2 separate regions of the Gossypium hirsutum genome follow, and region 1 is linked to region 2. A link is a contact called in public Hi-C data. All regions are on one chromosome and are shown on one strand. Each heading gives the region's core, a stretch centred on a gene start, on an enhancer-like site or on the middle of the called end of the contact. The rest is flanking DNA. Distances are from core to core; before and after follow the strand shown.

Region 1 (4,738 bases), core at 1,657-4,156, 95 kb before region 2:
GGTGGTGATATGGTTAGGCACTTCAGCACTAGTTTTGGTTGGAGGTTTTAACTAGGACATTTATTGCTTAAAATGATTGGACTAATAAACTGTATTAAAACCCTAGGTTTAGAACGAGAAACTGTACAGATTAAGGCAAATTGCATTATTGGGATAACAATATGGTTTTGGGGTAGGGGAAAAAAGGCCACATTAATTACTAAGGAGAACATGGCATAACATGCATGTGGGCACATAAGCATGTCATGCATGAAGATAGAAGATGCATGCATCATTCACAATTGATTGGGAAGATGTAGCAGGTTTTCTCCTCCTTGGACAAAACCCCCCCATGTCGGGAAATGTGGATTAAATGAATATAGTAATATTTTGACGAGTATTATTATTATATCGATCAACAAAGGTAGAAAACAAAGTGTTCCGTTTAGATGATAAGATATTTCATCACTTCAAGAAACACTGAAATTTAGATCTTTGGACATCATTGATACCAAACATCCAACCCCCTTCTTAACAATAACCCATGTTTCTCAAAAGCTGTACCTCTAATATTATTATATGATATACAAATCCAACATTCCAAATTCAAATATCAAATTAATTAGACTCCCTCTATACCAACTTCATTTTCATTAAACATCAAGGCAAGAATTGTAGGAGAATAGGGATATTTGGCTGCTTTGAAGTATGCAATATTGGATTGTGTTTCATTGTCATATATATATAAACAATTTCAGTCATTATTTATTGCTTGTTTTGGTTGTTTCTTAGAATTGAAATATTTTTTTTTAATGCAAATTGGGACATTGGGAAGGATGGGGAGAGCAGAGATTCCATTTCCTCAATGGAAGAAAGGGATGGGGTACTTCAACACCTGTTATCTTGACCAAGACTCTTGTGCCACTCTTGTCTCCCATACTTATTAAGCTTATTCCCAAAATACTATTCCACAAACTATTCAACAATAAAAGAAAAAGGTGAAATATAATATCATATATACTAGTATAAAAGTAAGAGGGAGAAGAATCGCTATAAATAAATATGGCTTCTAGAGTAATCACCTCTTATTATATCAGTAAAATCCAAGCTAGTTTCACTTGGGCTTTTGCTGACATCAAGTCATCAGAGGCTGTCCCCAACACTGCTGTTTTCACCTTGCCAAAGGGACCGTACATTTACGACCTACACAACTTTAAACAACAACCATAACACCAACAGTTTTGCGTTCGGAGGAGTCTAATAGGATTCTGAATATATTAACTATATGAATATGAAGATAGGCATGCCTGTCGCTATCAAAGAAAAAAAAGGGGGTGAGAAATGCCGGTTGGTTGATGATAATTAATGTGGTGAATTGGAGGATGATTACAGGGGCTAATGATCTCATTTTGTCATAAACAGACGGTCAAATACAAGAGTATAATTGTCTGTCAAAACTTTCTTGGTGTCAGGAAGGTGAATTGAAAGCACTGAAAGCTCCTTTTAGTCATCATGTAGCTGCAGCCCAGAGAGAGAAAGAGAAAGATAGATCCCAAAGGACCCAAAACTAATGAAAATCTTACTAGTAGAAAGTACACTGGTTCTCTCATACATCTTTGCATCAATATCCGTGTATGTCAAAGTGTACAAAACTGTTTGTAAAGCAGCTCTCCCCCCTGATGATCAATTTACCATATTAATTGCTGCAACTTATTTGTTTTATTCTTAAACACCCCTGTATTAAACTTATATTATCAAACCCCTTTCCTTAGGACCTCTTCTTGACAGCCTCCCAGGTGATCCATCCATCCATCAAGATTTACAACAAAATGTCTCCATCTCTCAAGCTAGTCAAACAGACCACTTATTAAATCTGTCAAAAAAATGAATAGAATCATGTGATTTTTGTGCTCTAGCACTTCCAAGTGTGGGGTCCTTTATTTTTTTGATGCTCACAATCTGTACATACTTTCACGTTATAAGAATGTGGCAGGTAATGCCATACCTTTGACAATTTGAGAAGTCATGCAGGCGTAATGCATCAACCATGCGTATTCTTATCATATGTGGATTGAGATTGGCAGCAAAATTTGACTTTTCTATCATAAAATATCACAATCACAACCGAAAATCTCATCAATTATAACTCTCACACTTTCTTCCTTTTCATTCATGAATACAAGTTAAGATTCAAGAATACATATAATAAATACACAAGACATACATGAACATCTTTGATATTATATCAAACCTTCTTAATCTTGCATTCATATATGTAGTAGCGAAGGAATAAGTGTGATCATATTTGGCTGTTGATATGCCCCATATAGAGGGACACTTGGATGCACCAAAATGATGGCGATAAAGAATGGGGTGGGGGAAAAGAGTGAGAGAGAGAGAGAGAGAGAGAGAGAGAGGAAGTGAGAGAAGTAACCTAAATGAACATTTAAAAATTCTCTGCTAAAGAAGAAGAAATCAATGGATCGTAGTAGCTCGACACTGAGTGAATAAATAGAGATGGTGGAAATGTAAGTGTTGTTCCTGGGACTGAAATGAGTGGTTATACCTAGATGTGTCAGATAGGTAAGGAAAAAAAACATTGGGGTTGAATAGAAAGAGAGATATGTGTGTATGGGTCCTCAGAGAAATACTCAGAAATGGGGCAAAACTCATGATGTTAGCATAAGAAGAATAAGGTTTGGTCTGTGTTTGAGAGTGGTATTTTCCTTATTGGGATAAGGGTAGAAAGAGAAAATACAACCAGGACAGGAGAGCTGTTTTTAAAACGGAGGGTTGATTGATAAAGGAGAACCGTTGGGAACCGAGAAGGGCAAATCGTGGGGCCTCATAAAATCATTTTGGTAAAATTTAAAGCATGATTAAATGCAATACAGTAACAGAGAGAGAGAAAGAGAGAGAGAGGTATAAAAGTGACATTTCCATGTTGGTTTGCTTATATAAAGGAGGTTAAGATGCTGGCTTCTCCCTTCTTTTAAGGAAAGATATATCCGTAGAGAGGAGGGAAAAAAAATGAAAAGAATGAAAGAGAGGGTCTAAAAGAAAGTGTGAAGAAATTTGATGGAGGAACATCTCAGTCCATTAGCTGTTACTCATCTCCTTCAACACACACTAAGAAGCTTGTGCATTCATGAGAACTCTCAATGGGTTTATGCAGTCTTTTGGAGGATCTTACCTAGAAACTATCCACCTCCCAAGTAAGGAAGCTAAGCATAAAGCCAAATTACACAAACACACTAATACTGCTTTCCTTTTTCTTTCTCCTTAGGGGTACTGCAGTAGGTTTCCTTTTCTTCCAAGATAAAGGATCTAACATATCTGACTCATTCAATGGATAAACAACACACAGATGTCATAATCTCTCACTAATTTATGGTTTTCTCATGCCTTTTTGAGACAATTGTTTTTCCATTACTTTTATCATAGATGGGATGGCCAAGGAGCTTATGACAGGTCAAGAGGAAACAGGAGAAACTGGTATAGGTTTTCAGTTTCTTTTTTCTTTATGGAAAACAATATGCCATGCATATATTTTATAACTTACTTACAGTTGATAGTGAACAAATTGCAGGATATTAGTTTGGGAAGATGGTTTCTGCAACTTTGCTGCCTCAGCAGCTGAAATAAACTCCGGAGACTGTCATGGTTCCTCAGTCCATGGCAGCAGTGAGTTTCAACATTATCAAGGACTGCAACCAGAGCTTTTCTTTAAGATGTCACATGAAATCTACAACTATGGAGAAGGGTAAGAATTTGTATAAGCTATTAGGTAATTGGTAATATTAATTTCAAGTAAACTGACCTTTTATCTGTTAACGTGGGCAGTTTGATAGGAAAAGTGGCTGCAGATCACAGTCACAAGTGGATATACAAAGAACCCAATGAGCAGGAAATCAACTTCTTGTCAGCATGGCATAACTCTGCAGACTCAGTAAGCATACATGTTTGCCCGTCCAATCCATGCTTACAGTTACACCCTTTGGTGATTACAGGTTCCTCTCGTTTCTCACAAAATCTTCTTTGTTTTCTCTAGCATCCTAGGACATGGGAAGCACAGTTTCAGGCTGGAATAAAGGTATACCACAATATCAACATCACAAAACTCTCAAGAATTAAGGTAGATCTAATTACCTGCTTTGAATTGAACATCTTTTCAGACCATCGCCTTGATTGCAGTTAGAGAAGGTGTTGTGCAACTAGGAGCTGTTCACAAGGTTCTCTCTCTCTCTCTCTCTCTCTAAAGTTCATACAGCACACAATTTGGTTTGCTATCGTGATGCACCTGACAGTACCATATATATCTCCATTTTCTTTCTCATTTATGTTACTCAAAGGTAATTGAAGACCTGAGTTATGTAGTTCTACTGAGAAAGAAATTCAGCTACATAGAAAGCCTTCCTGGAGTACTCTTGCCCCACCCATCATCTTCTGCTTACCCTTTCAAAGTAGATGCCTATGGCACACCAGAAGCATGGGCGCATTTCCCAGCAGGGACAACAATTGCACCACCGCCACCACCTGAATTCTACGACCACTTCAATCAGCCCATGAAAATAACACCTTCCATGAGCAGCCTTGAAGCCCTTCTTTCCAAGCTTCCATCAGTTGTACCACCGCAAGCTTCTTCCGGCTACTGCGAGTCTCATCCACAGTCGCAGTTCCAATCATCGCAAAGGCCAGTGGAATACATTGGGATGGAGAAAGTGGCAAAAGAAGAAATTGATGAAGAGTATAAGCCTGA
Region 2 (4,535 bases), core at 97-2,596:
ATTAATATTAATATAAAATTATGTATTTATTATTTTGTAAACAATGATATGAACTTTTTGAATTGATTAACCTAAGTTTGAAATTTTTAAAAAGGTGAAGTTGTCACCTAATTTCTAGTAATGATTTGGATTCGTTGAAAGCTATTTTTGTTTTAGCTCAAAATTTTTCAATATTTAATAATAATAATATTGAATTTTAATTAAATGCAAAATCAAACTCAAATCTCTAATGGAAAATAAACTATCTTAATGCTGCTTTTTAATCTATAAAACTCAAAGTTGTATTTAAACGCTCCAACTCCTCTATAACTAATTAGTTGTTGACACAAAATCAACGTACTTGGAACCAAAACATATCTCCATCGATTTCCTGAAGACACGGTATCCCAATAAATGGAACGATTTGTACGCTATTAGGCACTAGCTAGACAATGACAAAGATATGGCTAATCATAAGTGGAGAAAATAGCTAAGGAGGGAGTGGAGTTGAGTGGAATAATTAGTGTCCAAAATCCTTACCCTGGGGATAGGGCAGTGGCCACTCATCAAAATAGTGAATAGAAATGAAAAAATGCTGATGAAGTTGGGAGGGTAACTAAGTTAAGACATCATGTGCAAGCATGTGAAATTGGTTCCCACCACTAGATCCAGCTCAAACCCAATCAGTCCCTCACCACCTCACTCACACTCATTTCATCACATTCATTGCCCCACCACCTAGCCCTTACCTGGTCAACTCACCCAAATGAACACCAATCTGCGGAGCCAATTGTCCATGATTCCCCCCCTTGTTCGCACCAAGTCAATAAATCACCCCTTTATCCGTTAATATGCCTAATACCTTGATTAAATTTGAATCAAATAATAATGAATTTTAAAAAAAATAATGGTGTTGGTGTATGGGTTTAATAAATGGAGGAGACACAGAAGAGGGAGGGGTGGTCTTAGTGGAGGCCGGTTCATTTAATTTGAACAAAGAGTCGAAGGTTGAAACAAGCAAGAAGGTTGAGATAGCAAAGGATTGTTTTGGAGGTAGTAACAGGGCTAGATTGAGGATTGATCCCTTCTTCATCATTTCAGGGTATATATAAGAGAGGTTCAGTATTAGGTGAGATTAATGTGGCGGGTCTGTTATTAGACCATCATTGAGAGACGTGTGAGAAGGATTTTTGTGATGAAACGCATATGGTCATTCCATATGATCCCTGAAGTAGAGTGGTTAGACCAACGTGAGATTTGGTGGCCTAAGGAATCACGTTTTGAACAAGAGAACAAGTGATTGTTTGCCTCACGGGAATGATCCATTCTGGTAAGGCAAAAAGTTGACTGGGGTCAAGCCTTCGGGACCATCAGTCCCTTGGTGATTGGCTAGTAACAAGTGAAGTGACATTCTCCAAATAGCTTACTATGCTATCACGTATCACAGTCCGAAAAAATATAACAAATGGAGTATAACTTAACCCAATTAAATTTCCCCGATCCCTACTTCTCTTTTTCTATGCATATATATGTAATTATTAAATCAAATTACAACTCCATTTAAAGCACAAGGATTACTCGAGTAAGCAGAAATAATGCAGAAACATGTATCAAGTAGTCATATGCACCCCTTATGATTTATTTTGTGTACAAAATCCTTAGTGATAGGGGGTTATGGTAACATGGGTCTCTTTCAGTGAACAACAAAATATTTTGGGGGATAATTTTACTTTTTCATTTCTTTCCAGCTTTAAGAAGCAAAAGGAATGAAGATGGGGGGAGGTTTATTTTCCATTTAGTGGCCTAGGGACCCCAAACATAGAATGTGTTTCAATTAAGATACATAATCTTGCACACCCAGACTCACTGTGTGTTGGCCAATAATATAGCACAAAAATTATTGGATAGTGATGTAACATTACTTTCCTCAATAAAATATCGGAGGTATGTTTAATTCTAGGGGGAAAAAGTACTCTTTACATCTTACAAGCTTCACCTTCCCTCCAAATAAGGTGCTAGTTATTATTTTATACGCTGCAAGATATTATGTGGTTTAAAGATCAAAATGTCTTAGTTTTGCATATAATAGTGGTTATATTGGAGAAAACAAATGATATATGTCTACTGTATTTCTATTTTACAAATTATAAACTCAGAAAATTAATTATGTTACATATAGACCCTTCATTTTTAAATTATTTACTAGATATATAAACCATGTGTTGTAGTGGGCATGATATCAAATTTATTAAAATGATATTTTATAATACTTTTAAATGATAAAAAAGTAAGAAAAATTAAAACTTTCCACAAAATTGAATTATTAGAATATGTCAATCAGTTAGCATTGATAATTTTTGACAAAACATTATTATATTTATGTGATACAAACACAATGCGGTAAAAATAATTAAACACAAAACAAATAAGATGATAGAAATACAAGAATGTGTAAAATTTACATAAAGAATTATTAAAATGTCAAGGTTTATATAAATATGCCTCAAATACATTTATGATAGACAATTGGCATAATGGCAAAAATTGCCCTCAACGTTTATTTTTTAGACAATTCGATCTTTAATTTTTTTTTGGAACAATTTTGTCTTCATTGTTCCATTTTCGAGTCAAATTACTTATTTATTAACGAAAAAAGTAACGGTGTTGGTATGATGTGACACCACATAAAATTTAATAAAATAAATAATTAAATTAAATTAAATTAAAAAAAAAAAAGCAAAAGCCTCCCCAGACTAAAAATCTAAAAAAAAAAAAAGAAACAAAGTAAATAATAATAAAAAGTAAAGCAATTCGTTAAACTGGAGTAACTTTGCCCAACCTAGTTTATTCTAAAATCAAATCTTCCTTTGTTTCATTCAGGTTTTACTTTGTTGGCGGAAAGAAAATTAGAAAATTAGAAGGATATGAAAACTATAATTTTTCTTTTCATAGGTATGTTTGATAGAAGAGATGTAAAAATTAAAAAAAAAATTACTTTTTCTTTTCATCTATTGCTTGGTAGAGTTGAAAAATTGAAGGAAAGAAAATAAAACATTCAAAAAATGCATAAGTTTGAACTAACACACACATCTCATTTTCTCTCCTCCCATCTTTCCAATTCGAAATGATTGATTTTTATGCATTAGGATAGAAAATGATCCTCTCTCTTATTTTATTTCCTCTCACTTTTCTTCTCAACCAAACATACTGAAATTTTATTTTTCTTCCATTTTTCAATTCCCTCCTCCCATCTCTCCTTTCACCCAATCAAGCACACCCTTATGCTTTGCTTGGTTGAGAGGAAAGTAAATTAGAAAGATGGAAAATTGAGGGGATAGAAAACTAAAATGATATAAAACATAATTTTTCTTTCCATAAGTATGCTTGGTTGGAGAAATGGAAAGAAAATTACTTTTTCTTGCCATCCATTGCTTAGTAAATGTGAAAAATTGAAGGAATAGAAAATAAAACCTTTGAAAAATGCATAACTTTGAAGTAGCATGCACATCTCTCTCATTTTCTCTTCCCTCATCATTCCAATTTGGAAGGATTGATTTTTATGTATTAGGATGAAAAATGATCTCACCTCCTATTTTCCTTCCTTTCACTTTTCCATCTAACCAAGCACACCTTTAAACTTACAAAGAGTAAAAATTACATAAAGAGCAACCAGTTAATTGAACAGAAGGTAACTGAATTTTGTAAAAAAGAAACTATTATTCATTATTCAATTGATTGTTTTGGAAAATTTTTTGTGCTTTTGTTGGAGGCTCATTTATATTGTTTATGAGTAAGAGTTTAAAACCCTAAAACTCTAACCCCAATTTTGTCATCCTACGAGTATATGTTTGGTTTTTTACTCAGAATAGTTTAGGATTTCTATAGTTGATATAAACCCTAAATTAGTGTTGAGTGTTTTTCTTTCATTTCTCATTGACTCGAGCTTTAGCCGTGAGAGGGATTAAAATCCCCAACTTCACTTATGACTTCTCTATTCCTAATGGGCCACATAGGCTGAGCGACACTAGTGATGGCAGCTTCCAGCTCCCCCTCCTTGCTTTGGAAGTTGGATTCTATTTTCCCCTAAATTCATTCTTCTTTCATCTTCTTCAAGAGTATAAGATCGCTCCCAGTCAACTTTGCGGGTTTTCTTGGTCGATCGACTTACTTCATCAACTACTGCCGACACAACGAAGTGCCACAGCTTGTAGTTTTCCAACGTTTATATCTATTAAAGGCCTAGAACCGAGGGAATTTATTGGGCTTCTACTATTTCCCTCATCACGAATAGGTCGAGACTATAATCGCCAATTGGTGTACTAATTTTTGACTAAATCAGGGGAAATACATTAGGGTGAGATGTAGGCTCGCTGACATGTTTGCTTTTCCAATAGAGTGGTTCGCACCAAGCAAGGACATGTGTTAATTTAAGTGAAGCATTACAACAGAGAATGGTTCAACCCAACTCGAAAGGTTTCGCACTAGCAGTCCCTTAGTTGTAGAGGATGTTATAACCGTGAGAAATGTGTTTTGATATTATTTAGACGGCTTTAGCC

What was found. Hi-C and Micro-C count contacts between places; a contact is called where the count stands out from the background.
Region 1: a Hi-C map of leaf shows a contact between it and region 2, with 2.3 times the contacts expected there. The contact joins the promoter of LOC107909655 here to the enhancer-like site in region 2. A contact is called at or near these places in 4 of 34 Hi-C or Micro-C datasets (callus and leaf).

The regions. Positions count from the first base shown.
Region 1 is chrD02:61,827,848-61,832,585 of Gossypium_hirsutum_v2.1, reverse strand. It overlaps LOC107909655 (protein RICE SALT SENSITIVE 3), which reads left to right and starts at 2,906. Exons shown (of 7, transcript XM_016837271.2): 1 at 2,906-3,194; 2 at 3,424-3,474; 3 at 3,569-3,742; 4 at 3,823-3,928; 5 at 4,031-4,072; 6 at 4,155-4,211; 7 at 4,332-4,738. The coding sequence starts at 3,058.
Region 2 is chrD02:61,731,737-61,736,271 of Gossypium_hirsutum_v2.1, reverse strand. No RefSeq gene overlaps it. Among protein-coding and RNA genes, the nearest start is that of LOC121215068, 55 kb to the left of the region's middle. Within about 2 kb of position 1,346, at least 4 of the 9 cell types and tissues checked have an H3K27ac peak or open chromatin away from gene starts, as enhancers often do. A contact at or near this core is called in leaf, where this site is marked.